Linked DNA regions of Oryctolagus cuniculus: region 1 is linked to region 2. Evidence: chromatin contacts called from public Micro-C data. All regions are on one chromosome and are shown on one strand. Each heading gives the region's core, a stretch centred on a gene start, on an enhancer-like site or on the middle of the called end of the contact. The rest is flanking DNA. Distances are from core to core; before and after follow the strand shown. Region 1 has its middle 11 kb from the start of FOS. Region 2 overlaps TMED10 (transmembrane p24 trafficking protein 10).

Region 1 (5,715 bases), core at 2,289-4,788, 130 kb after region 2:
GACAGATTTCCATTTCCTTGCACACAAGAGAAATCAGCAGAACATAAGCAGGTTCCATGGCAACATCATGCATTTCAATGGTTCCCCACACCCAGTTATGGACTAAACTAAGCCGCCTTTCCTTCGCCCGAGAAGCACTGCCCAGTTGCTCAAGAGGCCACAGAACAGAGTGGACTCTGGCTGTCGTCCCGAGGAGCCTGCCTGGCCTGGCGGCCGTCAGCTCTTCCAAGCTGAGAAGCCTCTTTGCTTCCAGCGCATGGTGCTTGGGTTTGCTTCAGTCAGGTGGCCAGGAAGTCTGACAACCCGTGTTGTCATCTGCCTAGAGGTCGACCCCTATGAAGGGGCCCACCTTCATCCGGGTTCCCGCGCTTGCTTGGGGAACAGTTAGCAGTCAGATCCCAGGAAACGATAATCTACTTTCAGGCGTTTAGTTCATTGAGTGACTATCGCCATAGTTCAACTCATCCAAACAAGATGATTCCATTAATAGGGATTTGAGTGGGAGCCGGCGCTGTGGTGTAGCGGGTAAAGCCGCTGCCTGCAGCACTGGTATCCCATATGGGCGCCGGTTCGAGTCCGGGTTGTCCCTCTTCCAATCCAGCTCTCTGCTATGGCCTGGGAAAGCAGTAGAAGATGGCCTAAGTCCTTGGACCCCTCACCTGCGTGGGAGACCCAGAAGAAGCTCCTGGCTCCTGGCTTTGGATTGGCGCAGCCATGGCGGCCATTTGGGAAGTAAACCAGCGGATGGAAGACCTTTCCCTCCACCTCTCTCTCCCTCTCTCTCTAACTCTGCCTCTCCAATACATAAATACATTAAAAAAAAAAAAATAGGGATTTGAGGAATGGGATTCAGTACAGCACAGTGGTCCACAGTGTAGACTCAGCTTTGAAGTCAGCTCATGACCTTGGGCAAACTCTTACCCTCTCTGCGCTTTAGTTTTCCCATCTGTAGGGTGGAGATGGTAACTACAGTCACCTCTTGGAATTGTTGTGAGCATCAGATAAGTTCACAGGCACAGAGTGCTTATCACAGGCCCTGGGCACACAGAAGTAGGATGGACGGGTTAGGAATAGTTATGTTTATCATGCAGGGAGATGAGGACCTGGGGCGCAAACAGGGGCTGCGTTTCATTGAATTAAAGGTCTGGGGTCCACTAGGTGTCAGCTGTTGGTTTCTGATGTGAGCCAGACAGTCCTGTCCTCACAGAGCTCATGGTTTAGACACAGGAACACCTATGTCACATACGCCGTAACAAGGGAAGCCAGCCCCAGGTGCAAGAGTTGAGTGGAAGGGGCTGGCGCTGTGGTGTAGCCAGTTAACGCCCGGGCCTGAAGTGCCCGCCCGCATCCCACATGGGCGCCAGTTCAAGTCCTGGCTGCTCCTCTTCCGATCCAGCTCTCTGCTGTGGCCTGAGAAAGCAGTAGAAGATGGCCCAAGTCCTTGGTCCCCTGCACCCACGTGGGAGACCCGGAGGAAGCTCCTGGCTCCTGGCTCCTGGCTCAGGCCCCTGCGGTCAGTTGGGGAGTGAACCAGCGGATGGAAGACCTCTCTGACTCTACTTCTCTCTGTAACTCTTTCAAATAAATAAAATACATCTTTTTTTTTTTTTTTAAAGAGTTGAATGGAAGAGGGAGTCTTTGGGGAGATGGCCACTGAGCTCAGCTATGAAAGTACAGGGACTTTGCAAACCACAGGGAGGAGAGAGTGCAGGCAGAGCCCACAGCACCCCAAGGCACAGAGCCTGCAGCAGCTCTATGTGGGGGTGGGGTTCAGAGCAGGAGGAGAGAGTGGAGAGGGCACAGGACAAAACATCCGTAAGTACCTTGGATTTCAGTTACATCAATGTTGTGGCATCAAGGGGAGGGGCTGAGGTGGGTCAAGAAGAGGCAAACTGTGGGCAGATCCTGAGGGGCCCAGTGTTTACTTAGCTGGGTTGTGTGTAGGCTGACCCAAGGCAGTGGTGCTGGGAATGCAGGGAGAACAAGCGGTAATTAGGGGGTAGGACTGTCGGCCTCCGTGATTGAGTGGATGTGGGAGGGGAGGCAGAGCGAGGAATCCAGTGCACTCCCAGGTGTACCAGGAAGGCCAGAGGCTCCCCCAGCCACCTCATGACTATAGGAAGAGCAGGCTTCCAGGGTAACAACAGATCCATTGCATGTCGGAGGAGCCGGGTTAGTGACGTCTGCGGAATCTCTGGGGGAGAAGGGGACATCTGAGGTTGCACAGGAGAAGTTCTGTGATCTCAGATCCTGCAGCTGGTCGGGAGGCAGGTGGCTGGGTGGGCACCTGCAGGCCCAGGGTCTAAGGTGGGTAACAGCTAAAGTGTCCCGCGTGCTTGCTGCAGACCCTGTGTGCCGTGCACCTCACAGGCGCGTGCTTGGCTCCTGTATCACACGCTTGGAGGATGCTCTCACTGAGCCCACAGAACAGTCCTAGGAGGCAGACAGCACTACCCGCTGAGAATTTAAAAGGCACACGACATCAATCAAGTTGGTTTGCTTTTTTACGATCACCACCACGGGCTCTACATGTTGTCTGACAAAATACTCCCTCCAGAAAAAGTGGCTGTTTTCAGCTTTCAGCAGTCTCGGGATTCCTGCCGAGTTCGAATCCCATGTATGTGCAGCTTCATTTAAAAGTTACACATCCTTTAATAAACACTGTACTCCACACGGACCTGAACTCCCAGCGACTGTGACAGCCGGCGCCTGACATCCAGACGCTGCTGCAAGCCTCCACCTTACCGGGAAGCTTAATGGTTCAGAATAAACTGGGATTATTCTGGATGCATAGCGCATTCTTTTAAAACAGATTAAAAAAAAAACAGAAATAACACAGCGGCTGTGAAGACGAACTGATTTTGAGTGTCTCCAGTTGTCTGGGAAGATTTTTGTGCTTTAAAACTTTAAAACCGAAGAAGCACAATGTACTATTTCGTGAGTTTTTTTTTTTCTGTAAAAGCACGCCTGAGTGAACACACAGAAGTTTTAGAACATTTGCCCATTATCCTCGAAGTGGAAAATTCCTTTTACATCGTCCCTTAACCAAGAACACGAGAACAGCGCGGCTGCACGCTTCCGCAGGCGCTTCCACCGCCGCGCACGCTCGAGGCCCGCGGGCTTTCATTCAAAACCCTCACAGCTACTAAGACAGCGCCCGCTTTTGTGCGTCTGCTCCGGGGGGCGCACGCACACGGGAGACCCGTGGTGCTCACCCCGCCGAGTGGCAGGGCTGGGGTACCAGCCACGCGCACCACGCGACACCAACACCCTCGCGGGCTGGCGCGTTCCGGGGTGCGCCGCCAGCGCCCCCTCCGCACCCTCGCCGCACCCCAGTCCGCGTCGGTCCGACCGAGGCCTCTCCCGGCCCTTCCCAGCTTCCGGCCCTCCGCGCCAGGCCAGGTCGCGCGCGCAGGCGCTGCCGGGAGCTCGCGGGCCCTCTGTTTACTGTTTGGTTTCCAGGGCGACACGTAGGCGCCGTCAGCGCCGCCCGTCAGCGGCCCCGCGGCGCTGCCCCCACCGGCGCCGTGACGTCGGCGGCCGCTTCCGCTCTGCCCATATTCGGCGCGGCGGCGGAGGCGCGGGGCGGGAGGAGGCCGGGAGCGGGAGTCCCGCCGCGCGGCGCCGCGCCCCCTTCCCCGGGACCCGCGCGGAGACGGGCCGGGGCGGGGCGGGGGGCTCAGGGGACCCCGGGAAAGGTGCGGGGAGCTGGCGCTCGGCCGTGTCGCCGAGCTCTGCATTCGAGACCTTGGAAATCGGGGCTTCTGGGGTCCGGCCGGCTCCCCGCGGGGTGAATGACCTTGCGGTTGCGGGCCGCGTCCCGGGCTGCGGCGTCCCCTGCGGACGACCCCTCCCCAGGGTGCGGGGCCGTGCCGGGAGGACCCTGCAGGCCCAGGATGCGGGGTCTCTGGTTAGGCGCCTGCCCTTCGCTGGCCGGTGGCCGGATGCACTCCTGGCAGGTGACCTGCGCGTGTCGCCTACGCAGCCCGGACCCCCGCAGCCCCTGTTAGGGGCGGAGGGCACAGCGCGCTGGTGGAGAATCGCGCGGCGGGCGCTGGGAGGCGGCTGGCGAGGGTGCGGCAGTCTCCCCGGAGCCGGGGGCCCGCCCTCCGGCCGACCGGGCGCGCCTTTTCTAGAATTCCAGTGTTGGCAGGCGCATCGGAGACCGCTACCCACGTAACCTCTCTGAGCGACCTGCTGGGAGCAGCCGGTTCACGCATTTAAGTTAGCACCGTTAGAGTCAGGGTCCCGGGCTTCGAGCAGTGTCCCTGCGCCTCCTGCGGGCCATACGGCCCGGCTGGCCCTCTGGACACCTGAGCTCCCTAGGAAACGATGCACCTGGCGCGCACAGCCCCCGCCAGGGCCCGGGTGCGTGGCCAAAGGGTGTGTGCTCGCCGAGGCCGCTAGCGTCCCTCCCAGCGCAGGCCGGAGGGACCGGCTCCGCCCGGGGAGCCAGAGCCGGTCGTTGGTCACTTGGCACGGAGCGCTTCCCGGCGGGGACCGCGAGTGGCTCCAGCTCGCTCGGAGCCTTTCCTGCCGCTGCACCGGCTTTTCCTGGTTCGCAGGGGTCCCCGGCTGAGAGGACCGGTCTGTTTCATGCTGCTCTCTTCTCCCTCCCTTCCTCTGACACTCGCTTCTCCCCTGACTTCCAGGTTGGCTGCGCAGGTGGCCCCAAGCAGTGGACGCGCGCCCGCCCCGGGGCCGGCGGGAGCTGGGGCCTGAGCTCCCGCGCCGCAGCTCTGCCACCTGGCGGGCGTGCGAGGCACTGCGCCCTTCTCCCGCTCCGGAAGACTTGGTCCTTTTTCACGCTAATGGAAGTTGGGGGATTTGCAAGCAGAGAAAGCAGCAGCAGCAGAAAAACAAAACAGACACCCCCAAAACAAAACACACGAACCATCCCAGCCCTGTTCCTCTCCAGTGTGTTCCCGAGGAGCTGGTAGAGGCTGATGCAGAAAACATTGCTGTCGTTTTTCTTGCTGGGACTGCTACCCACCCCCAAACCCTGCCCCTTCGTTCACACCCTATTTCATGTTCCACCTCCTTCCTGGCAGCTTTTCTTTTTCTTTTTCTTTTTTTTAAAGGATTTATTTGAAAGGCAGAGTTGCAGAGAAGGAGGGAGGGCGAGAGAGAGAGTGAGAGCGAGTTTCCATCCACTGGTTCACTCCCCAAATGGCCATTCATAAACAGGGCTAGGCCAGGCTGAAGCCAGGAACTTGGAACTCCATCCGCGTCTCCCACGTGGGTGCAGGGTCCCAGCACTTGGGCCATCCTCTGCTGCTTTCCCAGGTGCATTAGCAGGGAGCTGGGCTGTAAGTGGCACCCATACCGAGTGCTGGCAGTGCCACAGGTAGTGGCTCAATTGCTGCTTTGAGAGCGTTTCTGATGCCCCCATCCTGTTCGTGTTTTGAAACGCGGCTGGTCACACGCAGCGTGCACTTGCCTGCTGTCTGCACTGCTGCTGTTGCTTTGAGGGTGGGGGCATGCCTGTGTGGTGTGCGTAGACCCCCATAATGCCCGACACAGGGCTGGGCACAAAAATAGACACTCAATAACTGATTAACTCATTAACTGATGGATGCAGAGACAACCCTACACCTTGGCTGAAGTCAACTTTCTAGAACGCTTAGTTCTTGGGAGGGGGGGATGGAGGAGCCAGGTAGTGATCTAATCGAGTGTCCCTTGCACAATAAGTAGTTTCACAAAGCGATTTCACCA
Region 2 (5,862 bases), core at 2,375-4,874:
GTGGAGTGGTACTCTGCCTGGCTACGATGACCCTGACTGCCTTTGAATTTTGTAAGGCCATATGGGATTTCAGAAATAAAAAGTCCACATAATCGGGGGAGCAATGTACTGGAAGAGAAGGGAATTGAAGGAACGCACTACTTCTTGAATTGTAATACTGACGCCAGAGGGTCCAGACCCCCTGGAGATAGAGGTTCTCTGTCATTGTCAGGGCCAGAGAGCCAAATGCTTCAAAAGCTCGACACAGGCTCTGGTCATTAACTAGGGAACAAAGTGCTTCTGGTATCCGTGTTCTTGTCACAGATATGAGTCCAGGGACACCAACAGCCATTCTAAGCAAGGTTCCAGGGAGACACAGACTGCTCTTCTACTTGTGTCATGACCACTCCTCCTCTGCCTCTGTCTGGCCTGCTGTCTGGGGCCCGGAGGAAAGTGGCGGGGGAGTTTCTCAGGGAAGGAACAGAAGCTCAGAGCTGTGTGGTAACCATGTGCGTAAAGAAAGGCTCAGGACGTGCCAGACGCGGAAGCAGGAAGCAGGCAGAGGAAGCCCTGTGGTTTCCTTTCTGCTAGGGATTCCCTTCTTGGGTTAAGGAAGAGGTCAAGAAGATAAAGCCCCTTTCCCAAGGCCGACGCAGTCCAAGAATGGTGGCAATTCCAGGAAGCGCAGCAGCTCCAAAACGTCACAGCACAGTGGTGTCCAGGTGGTTCTTTGTGTAAACCCCTGGAATGGCACATTTTCAAAGGTAGCAAGCTCGGCCTGATGGCTCGTAAGGCAGCAGGTGTCCTGTTATTCAACATAAACCCCTTAGTGCTAGCCATTGCGTTAGAGAAAAGGTTCCAACAGGTAGAATTCCGTAGAGCAGGAATTTAGAGATTGGACTGTGGCGGGGAATGGCAGCAGGAAACACAAACTAGAAACCCTGCTACTCATTCTTCCACCTCTGACTGTAACGACCCTCCTCTTACTGTTCTATACGTTAGAATAGCCTTCACATACATTATACTATATCAATACAATTTCATTCTTCTGAATCAGAAAAGTTTCAAAAGATTGCTTAGGCGCAGGCTAGTAGCATGGTGGTTATGATGCTGTCTGGGACTCCTGCATCCCCTGTCGGAGGGCCTGGGTTCAAGTCTCGCTCTGCTCCCAATTCCAGCTTCCTGCTAAAGCGCATGGTCAGAGGCAGCAGGTGATGGCTCAGGTAACTGGGTCCCACCACTGCCACCCACATGGGAGACTTAGACTGAGTTCTGGGCTCCTGGTCTTGGCCTGGTCCAGTCCTGTGTTATTGCAGGCATTTAGAGAGTGAACCAGCAAATGAGAGAGCTATCTCTCTCGAAGTGAAAAATAAACAAATGAAAATGTTAAAAAATTTTCAATTTACTCTTCAGTTGATCAAATAAAGAGGCTCTCTTGCTTTATTTCTTGTAATTAAACGACCCTAAAGACAGAAACAAGCAATTCACACAGTTCCTACCCGGAACTCTCTTTTGATCATTACTGTCTCACTTGCTCATACTTACTGCTTCCAAATAACTCTATCCAGTTTCACTCAATTGAACACTTGAACAAGGGAGAAAAAGAAAAGACCCAAAGAACTGCCATTGTTGGACTCTTTCCCGTTGGGAATGAACCGGTCACTTCCAGCCTTCTTCCATTTCAAGATCCTTCCCTTCCGAAGCCCTGACCAGAGCGACTGCTCCTGTTTCACTATTCCTGGAAAATTCTCCCAGATCACCGATGCAACTTTCATTTATTTCACTGATATTCTTCAAAAGTCATACATTTCCTGCACCCACTTCTCCCTGCCCTCAGGTACCGTTCTGCTGGGTAAAAAATATTCTTATCTTGTGTAAAGATCAATTCTCTGGGCTTAAACAGTGCTGTGGTTTTTCAAACGTGCTCTTCATTTGAAGAACCAACATTCTGTGCTGCCCCCAGGGTCCCTCCAACAGCTATGACAAAGGCGGCTCCTCATTTGAACCACACCCCCCTCCAGCCGCCAGGACCGAAATGCCAGCTCTCCTTACTCTACAGACCCCCCTGCTGTGGGCGCCAGGCGCGTGCTGTGGCGTCACTCACTCTCACTACCCCTGGTCTCCTGAAGCTTCTTCCTCCTCCTTGCCCTCTGAAATTTAACTGAAAGCTGTTTTTGACTATTATTTCTTTTTTTTTTTTTTTTTTTTTTTGACAGGCAGAGTGGACAGTGAGAGAGAGAGACAGAGAGAAAGGTCTTCCTTTGCCGTTGGTTCACCCTCCAATGGCCGCCGCGGCCGGCGCGCTGCGGCCGGCGCACCGTGCTGATCCGATGGCAGGAGCCAGGAGCCAGGTGCTTTTCCTGGTCTCCCATGGGGTGCAGGGCCCAAGCACCTGGGCCATCCTCCACTGCACTCCCTGGCCACAGCAGAGGGCTGGCCTGGAAGAGGGGCAACCAGGACAGAATCCGGCGCCCCGACCGGGACTAGAACCCGGTGTGCCGGCGCCGCTAGGCGGAGGATTAGCCTAGTGAGCCGCGGCGCCGGCCTTTGACTATTATTTCTTACAGACAGCACAGTTGTTCAAGATAAAAATGCTCTGACCTGCCCCCCCCCCCCCGCCCCGCCCTCTTATACGTATCTGTCCTTCCTGGAGAATGTCTTAGGAATGACAAAACAATCCCTTTTCTTGGCCTCGGATGTTGCCACACAAGTGAGCTCCAGCTTTTACAAAGTCTAATGCTACAGATCCGGCGTCTGCCTCGAGAGCTGGCGCGTGTGCGTGAGTGTTTTATCACACTAATATTTCTACGGGACAGTTGGCTCAATCCTCCGGCCGACAGACCAGCCAGGACTGCTCAGGCTGGCTGTCACGTGCCTGCCGAGAAACCGCTGCGTTCTGGGCAGCCCGTGGCCGGGCTGGGTCACAGGCACCCCGCGGCGCTGCCGCCCCGCCCCCGCACCGGGGCCAGCTGCACATACCTCTTCGTAATTTTTTGCCTCCACTCCGTGCTTCATGTCTAGGATCACGAGTTGGTCAGGTATCCGCCCTGTTCCTGAGAAAGAAATCAAAGGATTCATTGTGCGGAATATTTTAAATTCCGGGAAATCACCCGCCCACCCTCCTTCTCCCTAACCCCCACCCTCTCAATAGAGGGAAAACAGCCGCAACCCCTCCCCCTACTCAGCGGCAGAAAATTCCTGGCTCTGGCTAAGATCACAAACATTCCAGACAAAGCCTGGATCTGTGTGTGGGGCCGGGAAGCCGCGAGAACGTGCTGCTGGCAGAACACAGGGACTTGCCACCGGTGCTCCAGGGCAGTCGGAGAGGAGAGAGGAGAGGACACACAGGCATCTGGGGTGGAAAGAAAAGTCACAAGCCAGGCCAGCGTAAGACCACGAGGTGCGGAGACGGAGAACCACAGGCTGGGGGGACCAGCTTAGGCAAAAATGCCCATTTCTACATCTGACAAGATTGCTCTGTCAGATTCTGAGGGAGGTCAGGCTCAATTAGGAGCATATGCCAAGCTTGCATTTCCTTAATGCAAGCCTGAGTATTGAAAGGAGCAGAGCTTCTATCGAATATTCCACTTTACTACAAAAGCATAAGGTCCATTTCAACAGGAGAAGAAAACCTTATGGAGCTATTCCCACTAAACCTTTAGACAGAGAGCAAGGTGTTCCTTCTGCTGGTTCACTCCCCAAATGGCCGCAACAGCCAGAGCTGCGACGATCCAAAGCCAGGAGCCAGGAGCTTCTTCTGGGTCTCCCACGCGAGTGTAGAACCCAAGCACCTGCTTTCCCAGGCCACAGCAGAGAGCTGGATTGGAAGAGGAGCAGCCGGGACTTGAACCAGCGCCCACTGGGATGCTGGCGCTGCAGGTGGAGGATTAACCTACTACACCACAGCGCAGGTCCCTCCTTCCTCATTTAAAAAGTTGTGAAACTCAAGTAGCTCATGTCCCACTTGGCCCAACTGATCAAGATAAATCACTTCCCAGCAGAGTCTTCCACTATCTCCCTGCTTGTCACGTCACACTGCTAGCATCATTCACACCCGACTGAAACCACAGAAGAACCGTAAGCCTATCCCTCTAGCTGACATGGTCCTAAAGGGTCTCCTTTGTGGAAAAAAGACCCTTTAGGAGTTCTGCTCTCTGAATTTGCCTGGTAAATAATTTTTTTCTTTTTAAAAAAGATTTAATTTGTCGGAGGAAAACTCCAAGGAAGATGCAGAGGTCCGCACGTCCCTCCCCACTCGTGCACTCTGTCTCCCCACTGCCCTCTCTCCCTAGAATGATGCATCTGTTACAAACAGTGAACCTGCAGCGCCCGGTCACTATCTCACTAAGCCCAGAGTTCACAGTCAGGTTCCCTCCTGCCAGAGACTCCAGCTGAAACGTCAGGACACAGGTACAGTAACAACATATCCACCAATATTTACTCCACCTAGAAAATCTCTTAAAACTACAAGGTGGCCGGCGCCGCGGCTCACCAGGCTAATCCTCCGCCTTGCGGCGCTGGCACACGGGGTTCTAGTCCTGGTCAGGGCGCCAGATTCTGTCCTGGTTGCCCCTCTTCCAGGCCAGCTCTTTGCTGTGGCCCGGGAGTGCAGTGGAGGATGGCTCTAGTACTTGGGCCCTGCACCCCATGGCAGACCAGGAGAAGCACCTGGCTCCTGCCATCAGATCAGTGTGCTGCGCCAGCTGCAGCGCACCGGCCGCGGCAGCCGTTGGAGGGTGAACCAACGGCAAAGGAAGACCTTTCTCTCTGTCTCTCTCTCTCACTATCCACTGCCTGTCAAAAAATAAAAAAATAAATAAAAAAAAAATTAAAAAAAAAAAAAAAAAAACGAAACACAAGGTATCAGGTTTCCACCTGACAATAAACACCGCAAGGGCAACTAGGAATCAAGTGTTGGCCACAGCAGGGGGTGATTCGAGTTGGAGGCCATGCCTAGTCCAGGCAAACACGCTGATTACTTACCCTTGCTCTCAAAACACACTTCAAACATGTCATAGTCTTCCGTGGTAAAGGCAAATTTCCCCTTGGATGCATCCTCCTTGGAGTACAGGATGTGGCCAGCAGAGTCTGTGATCTAAAATGGAAAAGAACAGGCAGCAGGTAACTCTCAGGCAGGGCTCTCAGAGAACTGGGGAGGGCCGGCGCTGGAGATGCCTGCAGCCCATATCTGAGTGTTGGCTGGAGTCCCGGCTCCTCTGCTTCTGACCCAGTTTCCTGCTAACACGCCTGGGAAGGCAGCAAATGATGGCCCAAGTACTTGGATTCCTGCCACCCATGTGGGAGACCAAATGGAATTTCTGGTTGGTGGCTTCAGCCTAGCCCAGCCCTGGTTGTTGCAGGCATTTGGGGAGTGAATGAGTGCATGGATGATCTTTCTCTGTGTGTCACTCTGCCTTTCAAGTAAATCTTTAAACCCAACCATACCACAGGCTAACATCTGTTCTCACCAGGGGATGTCCTACCACACCAAAACGTGGACCCAGCCAGTGTTCCAAATTACATAAATAGGGTTTATTGGCAAAAAGTTACTTTATATAGACATAACCTATACATATCACAAAAGTGAAGGTGGACAATTACCAGAAGAATCTACAAGAAGGAAAACTCTAAAAACACATTTCTTTAAAAAAAAAAAGGTTTATTTATGTATTTGAAAGGCAGAGTTACAGAGAGGCAGAGGCAGAGAGAAAGGGGTGCGGGGAGAGGTCTTCCCTCTGCTTGTTCACTCCCCAGTTGACCGCAACTGCCGGAGCTACACAGATCCGAAGCCAGGAGCTTCCTCCGAGTCTCCCACGTGGGTGCAGGGGCCCAAGGACTTGGGCCATCTTCTACTGCTTTCCCAGGCCACAGCAGAGAGCTGGA

What was found. A called contact is a pair of places that touch in the nucleus more often than the background predicts.
Region 1: a Micro-C map of ear pinna shows a contact between it and region 2, with 5 times the contacts expected there. The contact joins two enhancer-like sites. A contact is called at or near these places in 6 of 6 Hi-C or Micro-C datasets (ear pinna, embryonic fibroblasts, liver and 3 more).

Annotation. Positions count from the first base shown.
Region 1 is chr20:21,325,348-21,331,062 of mOryCun1.1, forward strand. No RefSeq gene overlaps it. Among named protein-coding and RNA genes, the nearest start is that of FOS, 11 kb to the left of the region's middle. Within about 2 kb of position 3,539, at least 8 of the 8 cell types and tissues checked have an H3K27ac peak or open chromatin away from gene starts, as enhancers often do. A contact at or near this core is called in ear pinna, where this site is marked.
Region 2 is chr20:21,198,782-21,204,643 of mOryCun1.1, forward strand. It overlaps TMED10 (transmembrane p24 trafficking protein 10), which reads right to left. Exons shown (of 6, transcript NM_001082408.1): 3 at 4,963-5,074; 4 at 2,959-3,032. Among named protein-coding and RNA genes, the nearest start is that of NEK9, 22 kb to the left of the region's middle. Within about 2 kb of position 3,625, at least 5 of the 8 cell types and tissues checked have an H3K27ac peak or open chromatin away from gene starts, as enhancers often do. A contact at or near this core is called in ear pinna, where this site is marked.